Regions from separate parts of the Mus musculus genome. Here region 2 is linked to region 1. Evidence: chromatin contacts called from public HiChIP or PLAC-seq data. All regions are on one chromosome and are shown on one strand. Each heading gives the region's core, a stretch centred on a gene start, on an enhancer-like site or on the middle of the called end of the contact. The rest is flanking DNA. Distances are from core to core; before and after follow the strand shown. Region 1 holds the start of Slc39a8 (solute carrier family 39 (metal ion transporter), member 8). Region 2 overlaps Nfkb1 (nuclear factor of kappa light polypeptide gene enhancer in B cells 1, p105).

The links. HiChIP or PLAC-seq counts read pairs in DNA pulled down with a chosen protein or histone mark.
Region 2: an H3K4me3 HiChIP or PLAC-seq map of bone marrow-derived macrophages shows a contact between it and region 1, with 5 times the contacts expected there. The contact joins the enhancer-like site here to the promoter of Slc39a8 in region 1. A contact is called at or near these places in 4 of 484 Hi-C or Micro-C datasets (CD8 T cells, embryonic stem cells, erythroblasts and 1 more), 3 of 115 datasets of contacts at active chromatin or transcription factors (the 230-238 cell line, CD8 T cells and bone marrow-derived macrophages) and 3 of 9 other capture datasets (adipose tissue, liver and pancreatic islet).

What each region holds. Positions count from the first base shown.
Region 1 is chr3:135,822,385-135,827,179 of GRCm38.p6, reverse strand. Slc39a8 (solute carrier family 39 (metal ion transporter), member 8) reads right to left here and starts at 1,523. Exons shown (of 9, transcript NM_001135149.1): 1 at 1,380-1,523; 2 at 490-940. The coding sequence starts at 708.
Region 2 is chr3:135,602,374-135,607,604 of GRCm38.p6, reverse strand. Nfkb1 (nuclear factor of kappa light polypeptide gene enhancer in B cells 1, p105) reads left to right here. Exons shown (of 25, transcript NM_008689.2): 14 at 944-1,033; 15 at 2,360-2,548; 16 at 3,754-3,895. Among named protein-coding and RNA genes, the nearest start is that of Gm46827, 3.4 kb to the left of the region's middle. Within about 2 kb of position 2,759, at least 65 of the 459 cell types and tissues checked have an H3K27ac peak or open chromatin away from gene starts, as enhancers often do. A contact at or near this core is called in CD8 T cells, bone marrow-derived macrophages and myeloid progenitors, where this site is marked.

The sequences.
Region 1 (4,795 bases), core at 274-2,773:
ATCACGGGGTGATCTGAGTTTTAAGGTGTCCACAGTTTCCCCATCTGTAAGGTGTGCTGTTTCAGCCCTAACGGCCTTATGCAATATTCACAAGAGTGTTTTTAAATGGGAGTGGTCACTCACCCTGAAACTGATAAGGACCGCAGGTGACAGGTTCCTACTGCTGAATGTGTAAGTTAAGTAAATGGCTCTTTCCTTAAGAATTAAATATACCATTCCTATCTAAAGTTCATATCTTGGGTGAGTTTCCGCCCTCAACTACTTCGTAGACCTATCCGTTTTTCTATAGATCAACAAGTCCTCTGGTAGCTCAACTTCTCATTTTGGCTTGCCAGATCTCTAACTCAAGTCCCTTAATGCCCGGTGAACCAACCGGTGAGGATCAAATGACCGCTTCAAACTTGAAAAACTTCACGAAATCCTTTCTCTGGTGCTACTGCTCTGGGGATGGGAATCTGAGAAAACTGCAGAGAACGGGGCCACCCTTACCTGGTTGAAGTGCAGCTGGCCCAGGTCCAGCGCTCCCTGCTGGGATGCAGCCCCCAGACGCTCCAGCAGGCGCCCCAGCTGCGCGGCCGACAGGCTCCGGTTGGCGCCGAACACGCTCAGCACATCCTCACTGAAGGCGAGCTCCGGTCCCTCCGAGGGGTGTCCCAGGCTGGTGGCCGCCAGCAGCAGCAGCCCGGCCACTGCCCGGCCCGGAGCCATCGTGGAGCGCGCAGCTCCGGAGCTAGCTGATGCAGGGACCCGCGCCGGTGCCCCGGTGTCAGTGCCGTTAGGGTGGGGGTGGGAGGGTGCGCCGGTCCCGCGTCACTGCCTGGCCCAGTTAGCGAGACACTCCGTGCCCCCGCTCTGCAGTCTCAGACCTTCGGGGCATTGAAGAGGTAGAACAGCCAGAAGGGCGATAGGCAGTGTGGCCTCTCGGAGCCTCCTGCGGAGCCTGAGATAAAAGGAACAAAGGGGGACAGAGATAAAGGGCACTGGGTCAGCAGTCTGCGGGCCCCAGAGCTCTGAGTGGCCAGAGTCTCGAACTCCGAGCCGGGCGTGGGGCCAGCTGCCCGGAGCCTGGTTTGCTGAAGCCCCAGGATTTGCTTACAGTGTGGTGACTCTCGCTTGTCCCGGATATAAAGCCCCAACCGCGCCACACTTCGGGGAACTAAATCCTCTGACTGTGCAACCCCAACTCCTCTTCCTGTCTTGAGGCTTTTTTTTCCCGCCGCAGAAACGTGGAAGGGTCGGGACTGAAGCTCCCACCCCCCAAAAATCTGCAGAGAAACACTCCCTCGGGGTCCCCAGGTTCCCGCGTCTACGCTGGACCCTCTCTGCACAACTGGCTGTGAGCTTGGCAAGTTGAAACGGAGAAGTTGCTAGCCTCTCACCTCTACTGTCTATGTCAGCCCCTGAGGTTCAAATATATTCAAAATACTTCTCTCTCTCTCTCTCTCTCTCTCTCTCTCTCTCTCTCTCTCTCTCTCTCTCTCTCTCTCTGTCTGTCTTTCTCTCTCCTTTCTCTAAGAAACTCTGAGATCAGGCCCTGCACCCTTTAGAGATAAGAAGGGGAGGGAGAGTGTTGTCCCCGCCCCTGAAGCACGTGGTGTCACACTCCCCCAGGCTGATCTCCCAAGTGCGTCCACGCCGGGGCGCTTACCTCTCTGTCTGCCATCCCAGCCGCTGTGGTGCCTACTCCCTGGAGCCCACCTCCACGGTGGGATCCCTAGCCCCCTTCCTGGTGTCCCGGCCCACTTTTTTGGTGACCTCCATGAAATCAGCTTCCTGCAACGGTGTCTAGAGCCCCTTGCATTGTCTCAAAAATGAACAGGAATTGGTTTTTTGCCTCACTTCTTAAAAATCAGAGGAGAAAGAGGAAACCAAATCAGTCGCAAGTTGGTGGGCTAGCTGAGCCAGCAGGGGCCTCGCGGGCCCTTCCTGACGCCGCTCGGGATATCCGCAGATCACAAGGAATGTTTATTTGCTCAGACGAAGGTTCAAGAAAAGCTGAGTTGGGTGTCAGGTCAACAAGTTTGTGTAAAGTGAATGTGGTGTTTGGGGACAAAGGTTGTGTCCGGTGGATGAAACGATCTAGAAATAAAGAAATAAAGTGAAACCCGCTCGGCTGTCAGAAAAAGAATTCAAAGTGCTGTTCATGCCTTTCAGGATGGGTGTGTGTGTGTGTTTTACCCTCCTAAAAACAGCAAGTTTAAAAACAGGCAGACAGCTAACAGAAAAACAAGGTAGAAGGAAAAAGAAACTATTACTCATAAGAAATTTGGCGCTCTCCCTCTCTCTTTCTCTCTCTCTCTCTCTCTCTCTCTCTCTCTCTCTCTCTCTCTCTCTCTCTCTCTCCCCCCCCCCGTGTGTGTGTGTGTGTGTGTGTGTGTGTGTGTGTGTGTGTGTGTGTGTGGCAGGAGGGGGGGCGGGGGCGGGGGTGCTGGATTCTAGGAAGATGGGGGCCTAGGCAAGAACAACAGAAGGACTTTCCTGTGATAGAGGTGGGGATATGTTCCGTCTCACACCAGAGGCATTAGGCAGCTGTACAGGGCAGCTGCCAGGAGGAAGTTTTCTGCATAAGTGTGCCAAGCCTTAATGTGGAGAATAATTTCTTCATGACTGGAAGCAATTCAGATCAACAGATCCCAGGTGAGAAGCACTCACCTGTACATGACAAAAAGCCCTGCCTTGAAAGGCAGTGAACTAAATGATCCTGAGGCTGGACTCTTTCCAATTAAAAAAAAAAAAAAATCTGTCCGATGTTGGTATTAATTTACAGAACGGTACTGATGCTCAAAGGGCAAACCTCTCACAAAAGGGCCAAATGTAAGTTGATAGCACAAAGGAGCTCTTGCATCTACCCAGCTGATAAGTTTCTGATTAAAAAAAAAAAGTCTCTTCAACTTTTTAGTGGAGTTTTAAGTGTAGTATATTGTCTATTTCTCCCTTTTTGCTTTAGTGACAAACGAGCAAGTGGCTTCTGAGCACGAGTGGATCCTTTAAAAGGCTGGACTCCTTATCTGGCATTAAAGCCCTGGGAGGCCTTTGGTCCTGTGGAGGCCTGATGCCCCTGTGTAGGGGGATGCTAGGGAGGTGAGACAGGAGTGGGTTGGTGGGTGGGTGACCGAGGGGAGGGAGGGTGGGATTGGGGTTTGCAGAGGGGAATCTGGGAGAGGAGACAAATTTTGAAATGTAAATAAATAAAATAACCAATAAAAAAAGAAAGCTAGAAGGAAAAAAAAAAAGGCTGGCCTCCATCCAAAGGGTGGTCTCTTCTTTTCAGGATATCCACAGCTAACTCTGTGGATAAAAATGAAGTGCTGAGCTGTTTGGGTAGTGGACAAGTGCAGCGAATGAATTTTCAATAATACAAAGGTTACGTTGTGGATTTCTTTAGGTATAATTTATTTGACAGCCACTGGGTAAGCACATATTTACCAGCCAATTGAACCCTATGGAACAATAAAATAATAACCTGCTTGAAAACTTTATTAAGTACAGTTCATACAATGTAAGTATACAAGTTAAGAGAAAATACTTGGAAAATTGCAAGTTGACAGACAATTTGGGGCTAATGTCTAGTTCTTCTACCTTAATAAATTATCATCATTATAGCACTATTCAGATTTTGTTTGGTACTCAAACTGTGGCATTTCATCAGTAATATAACTAGTAATGAAAAAAAGCTACTAGTTTAAAACACAAGGTGTAATGCACAAAATACTTCCTTTTTAAAGAAATGTACTTTGAAATTCAAGTAGTTTTAAATGATAAAACAAGGTGAGCATACAACGAATATTGGCCGGAGGGTTTGAAAGCTACCGTTTTCTGTTTCCAACTGTCATGTGGAAAGTCACTTGAAAAACACAGGCATCTATTCAGTTTGCTCAACAAGAAACAAGGTAACGAGCCAAGTGAGGAATCAACCCAGACTCTTTGTTTCTGAGTATCTAACTTAGAAGTCACTTGTCAGAATAAAATATCAAAACACTTCGAAGAAATTAAAGATTAATTCTGCAAATGAAAGGTCTGCTAACTTCAATTTTACAATATTTTTGTTTGGTTGGTTGGGTTTTGTTTCTGTTTTTTGAGACAGAGCCTCATATAACCCAGACTGGTGTCAAACTTACTACTATATAGCTAAAAATAACCTTTGAGTTCTAATTCTCCTGCCTCTACCTCCCAAGTGCTGGGATTTGGGGCCTGTGCTATCACTCTGGTTGCTGCTGGGGCTCAAACCTAGACCATATGCTGAACAAACACTCTATCAGTTGAGCTATATCCCCAGCCCACCTTTTCTTGATAGTTCCAATTTTTTCTCAGCCCAAATATTTTGCTACTGCAGCAAATACAAAGCAAATTTATGTCTTTGTAGTGTGTGCACCTCTCTGTAGACGCACTAAGAATTCTAATTCTAGGCCGGGCGTGGTAGCGCACGCCTTTAATCCCAGCAGGCAGAGGCAGGCAGATTTCTGAGTTTGAGGCCAGCCTGGTCTACAAAGTGAGTTCCAGGACAGCCAGGGCTATACAGAGAAACCCTGTCTCAAAAACCAAAAAAAAAAAAAAAAAAAAAAAAAAAAAAAAAAATTCTAATTCTAGTACAGTAGTTCCCAACCTTCCCGATGCTGCAACCCTTTTAATAAAGTTCCTCATGTTGTGATCACACACACACACACACACACACACACACCATACAATTATTTTGTTGCTACTTTATAACTGCAGTGTTGCTACTGTTATGAATTGTAATGTAAGTATTGTTGGAGATAGAGGTTTGCCAAAGGGGTCACAACACACAGGTTGAGAA
Region 2 (5,231 bases), core at 1,510-4,009, 220 kb after region 1:
TTTCCCTCCTCCCCCTCCCCTTTGCTTTTGGAGAAGCAGTTAGTCTATTATTCTGAGAAAATATTAAAACAACTATCATACCCACCGCATGGTAGATGGGTATAATATGCCTACACAGCATACTGTGGGCTGGAGACACTGTACTGTAAACAAACTGAGTCACAGAAAATCATGCCAGGGAAGCACTTCAATGGTGTGTAAACTACTGCTCCTAACTGCCACGCATACGGCACAGTCAGTATTTATGTGTTCCTCTCGGGTCCGGCTATGATCCCCGTGCGTGGATTTCCAGCCATCTAGTTACACTCAGTTTTTAAGCATCGTTGCATCATGCTTGTGGATGCTGAGTAACGCTGCTTTTGCCTCAGATCTAGCTAGCTTAAGCATTTCAATGGAAATACAGTTCTTATAGCAGCATAAGTGTGCTGTTTAATGACTCACACCTGTAGCGTAAGTGACTTGAATGCTGTTTCCTGTCTCCTGTGTAAAATAACTGTGCTGAGCATGGCCTTTCTTTATTCCAGATAACATGTAAATGCTTTAAATGTCAGAGAGTGTAGTGCTAAGTGCTGGCTGCCCCTCTAAATTTATCATTCATTTCTCCACTAAAGTATCATTATATTACGTATTGGGTTCTTCTCACCAGGGGTCTTCATATTTAACTATTTTTTCTGTAGGTCTAAGTCTTGGTGTGAGTACTTACCGTTAGCTTTTCCCTTCACCTGGAAGAAAGGGACCTGCTCAGCCTTAAGTCCTCCAAGCTGCTAGTCTGGGCACTGCCTGTTTGTTCAGCTGTCTGTTTCCCACAGTGATTCTGCTAACTCTCGGGCAGAGCCAGCCTGTGTAGGCTTGTGCCTCCCCATGCCACAGCCTGCCTCCCTGAGTGGGTCCCCATACTGTTAACAATCTCCCTGATGTTCCCTTTGTCTCATTGCTGGTTCAGGGTATGGCTACTCGAACTACGGATTTCCTCCCTACGGTGGGATTACATTCCATCCCGGAGTCACGAAATCCAACGCAGGGGTCACCCATGGTAAGTCGGATCGGAATACCCAGAGCACTGCTCGGGCAACAGGATCATCTCTAAAAGCTTTGGAAAATTACTTTCCAATAAATTAATATTCTCAGGTTATTCTAGGACAGCATAAGGGACACCCCTGACACGTATTTGCTCATCACATTGTGTGGAAGCAGGACAGAGGCTCTAGACAAAAGATGAGACTTGACTACGCAAACACACAAATACCACCTTCACATCTGTCCCTTTACCCCAAGTCCTATCCTTCTGAAATCAGTTTTCATTTTGTAGGGTTGGCCTTTTCCACTCTTGGGCATCCTCTGAGTAGCTGTGGCTACAGGCTGCTCGTGGTTTATATAAAGCTGCATTCTTCTGTACCATGGAAATTATTCTATAAAGTCTTTCCATATATAATGCCAATTCATGCCAGATGCGTACATCACTGTAATCTTTTTTAAAGATTTTTAACTGGCATTGTCGTTTATCCTATAATCGGGTAACCATTCATCCCATAAAATAGAACTATTCTTTCCATTACCTATAACCTCATGACCCCTGTGCAAGGCCAGTGCTAGGCTTGGCACCTTCTGGACAGAGGTGAGGTTCAGAAACTTGACTTTCAGAAGACACTGTAGCAGGATTGGGTTTTGCTCCAGGTTTGCCCAGGAGTCTTACTGTCACTCTGTCACATAACGAGGTTCCTACAGCAACCACAGTCAGTCTAGTGATGGTGCCCTAGAGCCCTCCTGGCCACACAGAATGGAAATGAGCTCTGCTCGGCTCCCTTTCCCTTGCCACTCAGGATTAGGAAAGAAAATAACTGCTTTCGAGAACTTTCCAACTGGCTATCAGCGCACAGAACTTTATCTCATTTTTCTTCTTCACAGATAAACAAAATGAGATCCATGCCTTGTTTCTGTTTGGTTTTGTTTGAGAGAGAGAGAGAGAGAGAGAATATCACTGTGTAACCTTGACCTTCTGGGACATTGTGGGTGGAGCTCACTACAGCTGGCTACAGAATGAGTTTTGGGAAGGCAGGCTTTTAAATTGTTTCTGAATATTTAAAGTATTTCCGAAACATCCCAGGTTTTTTTGGTACACACCTTTAATCCCAGCACTTTTTGTGAGTTTAAGGCCAACCAAAGCTACACAGCAAGACCCTGTCTCAAAAAGTAAATAGAGAAGGAAATATAAACTATGTCCAGAACATATTATTTGTGTTATAAACATTTATAGTTTTCCATTTCCTGCAGATAAGCCTTCTTCCTATTTTCCTTTTTTCTGCCCTATGTTGAGACAGTGAGCTATAGCTTAATAGATTTTCTACGTTTTTTTCCCTAGGCACCATAAACACCAAATTTAAAAATGGCCCTAAAGATTGTGCCAAGAGTGATGACGAGGAGAGTCTGACTCTCCCTGAGAAGGAAACTGAAGGTGAAGGGCCCAGCCTGCCCATGGCCTGCACCAAGACGGAACCCATCGCCTTGGCATCCACCATGGAAGACAAGGAGCAGGACATGGGATTTCAGGGTAGGTGAGCTTGCCCACGAGGGCTTCCAGGGACAGCTAGGGTGGGGTTTCAGGGTAGGTGAGCAAGCCCACGAGGGCTTCCAGGGACAGCTGGGGTGGGGTTTCAGGGTAGGTGAGCAAGCCCACAAGGGCTTCCAGGGACAGCTGGGTAGGGGCAATTCTAGGTACAGGAAGCTGTCTCCAGAAGACAGGTTTCCTTCCTGTTAATCTAAAGCTGATGAGTCAGCATCTCCTCTGAGTGCTCTGCACCGTGCCCTGTGCCCTGCAAGAGAGGCGTCCTGTGGATCCAGTCATCTTTGCAGCCTCAGCTCTGATTATAAAGTGCAGAAACTTGCATGTACATTGCCTAGTCTGTGCAGTTCTGGGTATGAGAAGAGGCAACTCACTTTGTCCCTGGCCCAGGTAACAAGTCTCCATGTCCTTCGCGCACCTCCCTCCCAGCAGCCGGCTCAGCTGCCACACTGAAGACGTTTGCCTGAAAATGGGAGTTTTCCTTTATTCTCTTGTCCTCCTTGAAGAAGTAGAATTGAAAGGGAACGTTCCATCTGAGCAGGCCTCATTGGCATATGAGTCATGATTCTCGATCAGACGCCATCTGTAAAGAGATAGTAACTATTTACACATAGTGGCCGTACACATGGTTACTATCACATATTTTTTTCCCTTTTTTCTGTTTTTAAAATACTTCTTCTGAGATGCACAGTATATGTGTACAGAGCCATATGGAAACAGGGTAGATTTGCCCATTTGGGTTGAGGTTAGTCTGCTGTCCCTTGACCTTAAGATAATAAAATTTCCAAAACCCCTGGGGTTTCTGAGACTGCCTGGCACCCAAGGGTGTGTTTCCTCACTTTGACTCAGACAGGATTCCAGAAGAGACTTTGTTTGTAAAGTGATTGGCTATTTAAAATTATGGCAAAAGCCAAGTACCCTGAGATTGGTTGCTCCCCTTCAATCATAGACACTGATTGTTCTTCTCAAAATAGCAGATGTTTCTAGATTGTTCCTCACAGACACTTTAAAATCAACCTCTTAACTGTATTATCTGTCAGTGAGACAATGCCCGAAATGCCCGATTGTGCTTGTTCTAGTCAACACAATCCAGAGGCAGCAAAAGGAGCATTTTCAGCTAAAATGGTGTGCCATGCCGCACACGCGGGGCGAGCAAATGACACTCAGCTGTGCTTGTGGGCATTACCTTGCAGATAACCTCTTTCTTGAGAAGGCTCTGCAGCTCGCCAGGCGACACGCCAACGCCCTTTTCGACTACGCAGTGACGGGGGATGTGAAGATGTTGCTGGCCGTGCAACGCCATCTCACCGCCGTGCAGGATGAGAATGGGGACAGGTGAGTTGAGTGGGGACTGTTGCACAGCAAGCTCTGTTTCAGGACGGGGAAAGGCAAGGATACTGCCCCCACAAACTGCCTTTGAAAGGGAGCTGCCCTCATCTGACAAGACCTCGAGTATGCTGTCTCCCTAGGCAAGAAGGCTCAGATGTGTGTAATCATGCTAATTTTACACCCCTGCTTTGTGTACTAAAATAGTAATTGAGAAAATTATTGACAGCCCTGCAAAGTCCCTGAAGTGTTATTGTCATAGTGTACCCAAGAAAGCCAGGTAAGAACAACATTAGTAGAGTAACTAAGAGGAAATGCCATTCTCTCCTAGCTACTAGCTGCTTCTCTGTGGCCTCTGTTAAGGGTCACGAGGATGTGAGTGGGTCAGGCTCTGCCTCAGCTCCAGGCCAGGCTGTGTGGGAGTCTGACATTCCAGATGCCATGCCTGCTGTCTCTTCCTGAGGTTCTGTGCACATAGCTACCTGGCTCCTTCCTAAATGGTTCTCTTAGTCCTTCCATTGAGACTTCTGAAATGATCTAAAAGCCTATAAATATAGCCAGAGACAGCAGTCTTGAGATTCAAGTGCTTTATCTAAGTGATCCTAAAATAGCGTTAACACTGAAAAGAAGCCCTTTGCTGTGGAAGCATTCTGGAGTGCTGTGTGCTGAGTCTCAGTTTAAAAACAAAGCGCTTTAGGAGAATGCCAACCTCAGGGGTTTCGTACAAGGACCTTTGTCCTCGTCACTTGCAGTGTAACTAAGGATGTGGTATAACCGCTGGTCTTATCCTACACAGTACAAGAGGAACCCAGACGACCTTCTGTGAAAAAAGCTCTGAATAACAGAAGGCGCCTTTAGAAGGAAATCATCCAGTTAGCATTCAATAGCAAATAACCACAAAACAGAGCAGATAACCAGAGCAGGACACCGGTGCTCCAAGGGTCATCTTTAAGGACTGGCGAAATTCATGAGTAGTGAGGGCGAGTGGATTAAGCAATTAGGAAGTGAGATGCTGCTGTCTGAAGGAGAGGCTGTGGAAAGGGATGCCAGGCACATGCAGTCCAGCAAGTGTGTGCAGAGGAATGCAGGAATGTGTGTGTAAGGACCTGGGTGTTCATGGGGCAGCTGAGACACTGGCCTTCATTCCCAAGTGGGTACAATACCCAGAGCCTCGTCAAGCCAAGACTTAAACAAGCAGGCTCCGTGTAAGGTTAGGGGTATGAGACCTGGGAGACACAGAGGACCCACTCAGGAGTATACATAAGGGACTATTCTGGTTTCTCTTCTTTATTCATCTTGTCATATTTGGCTTATAATCTGGACCCTGTCACCATTAGTCATCATA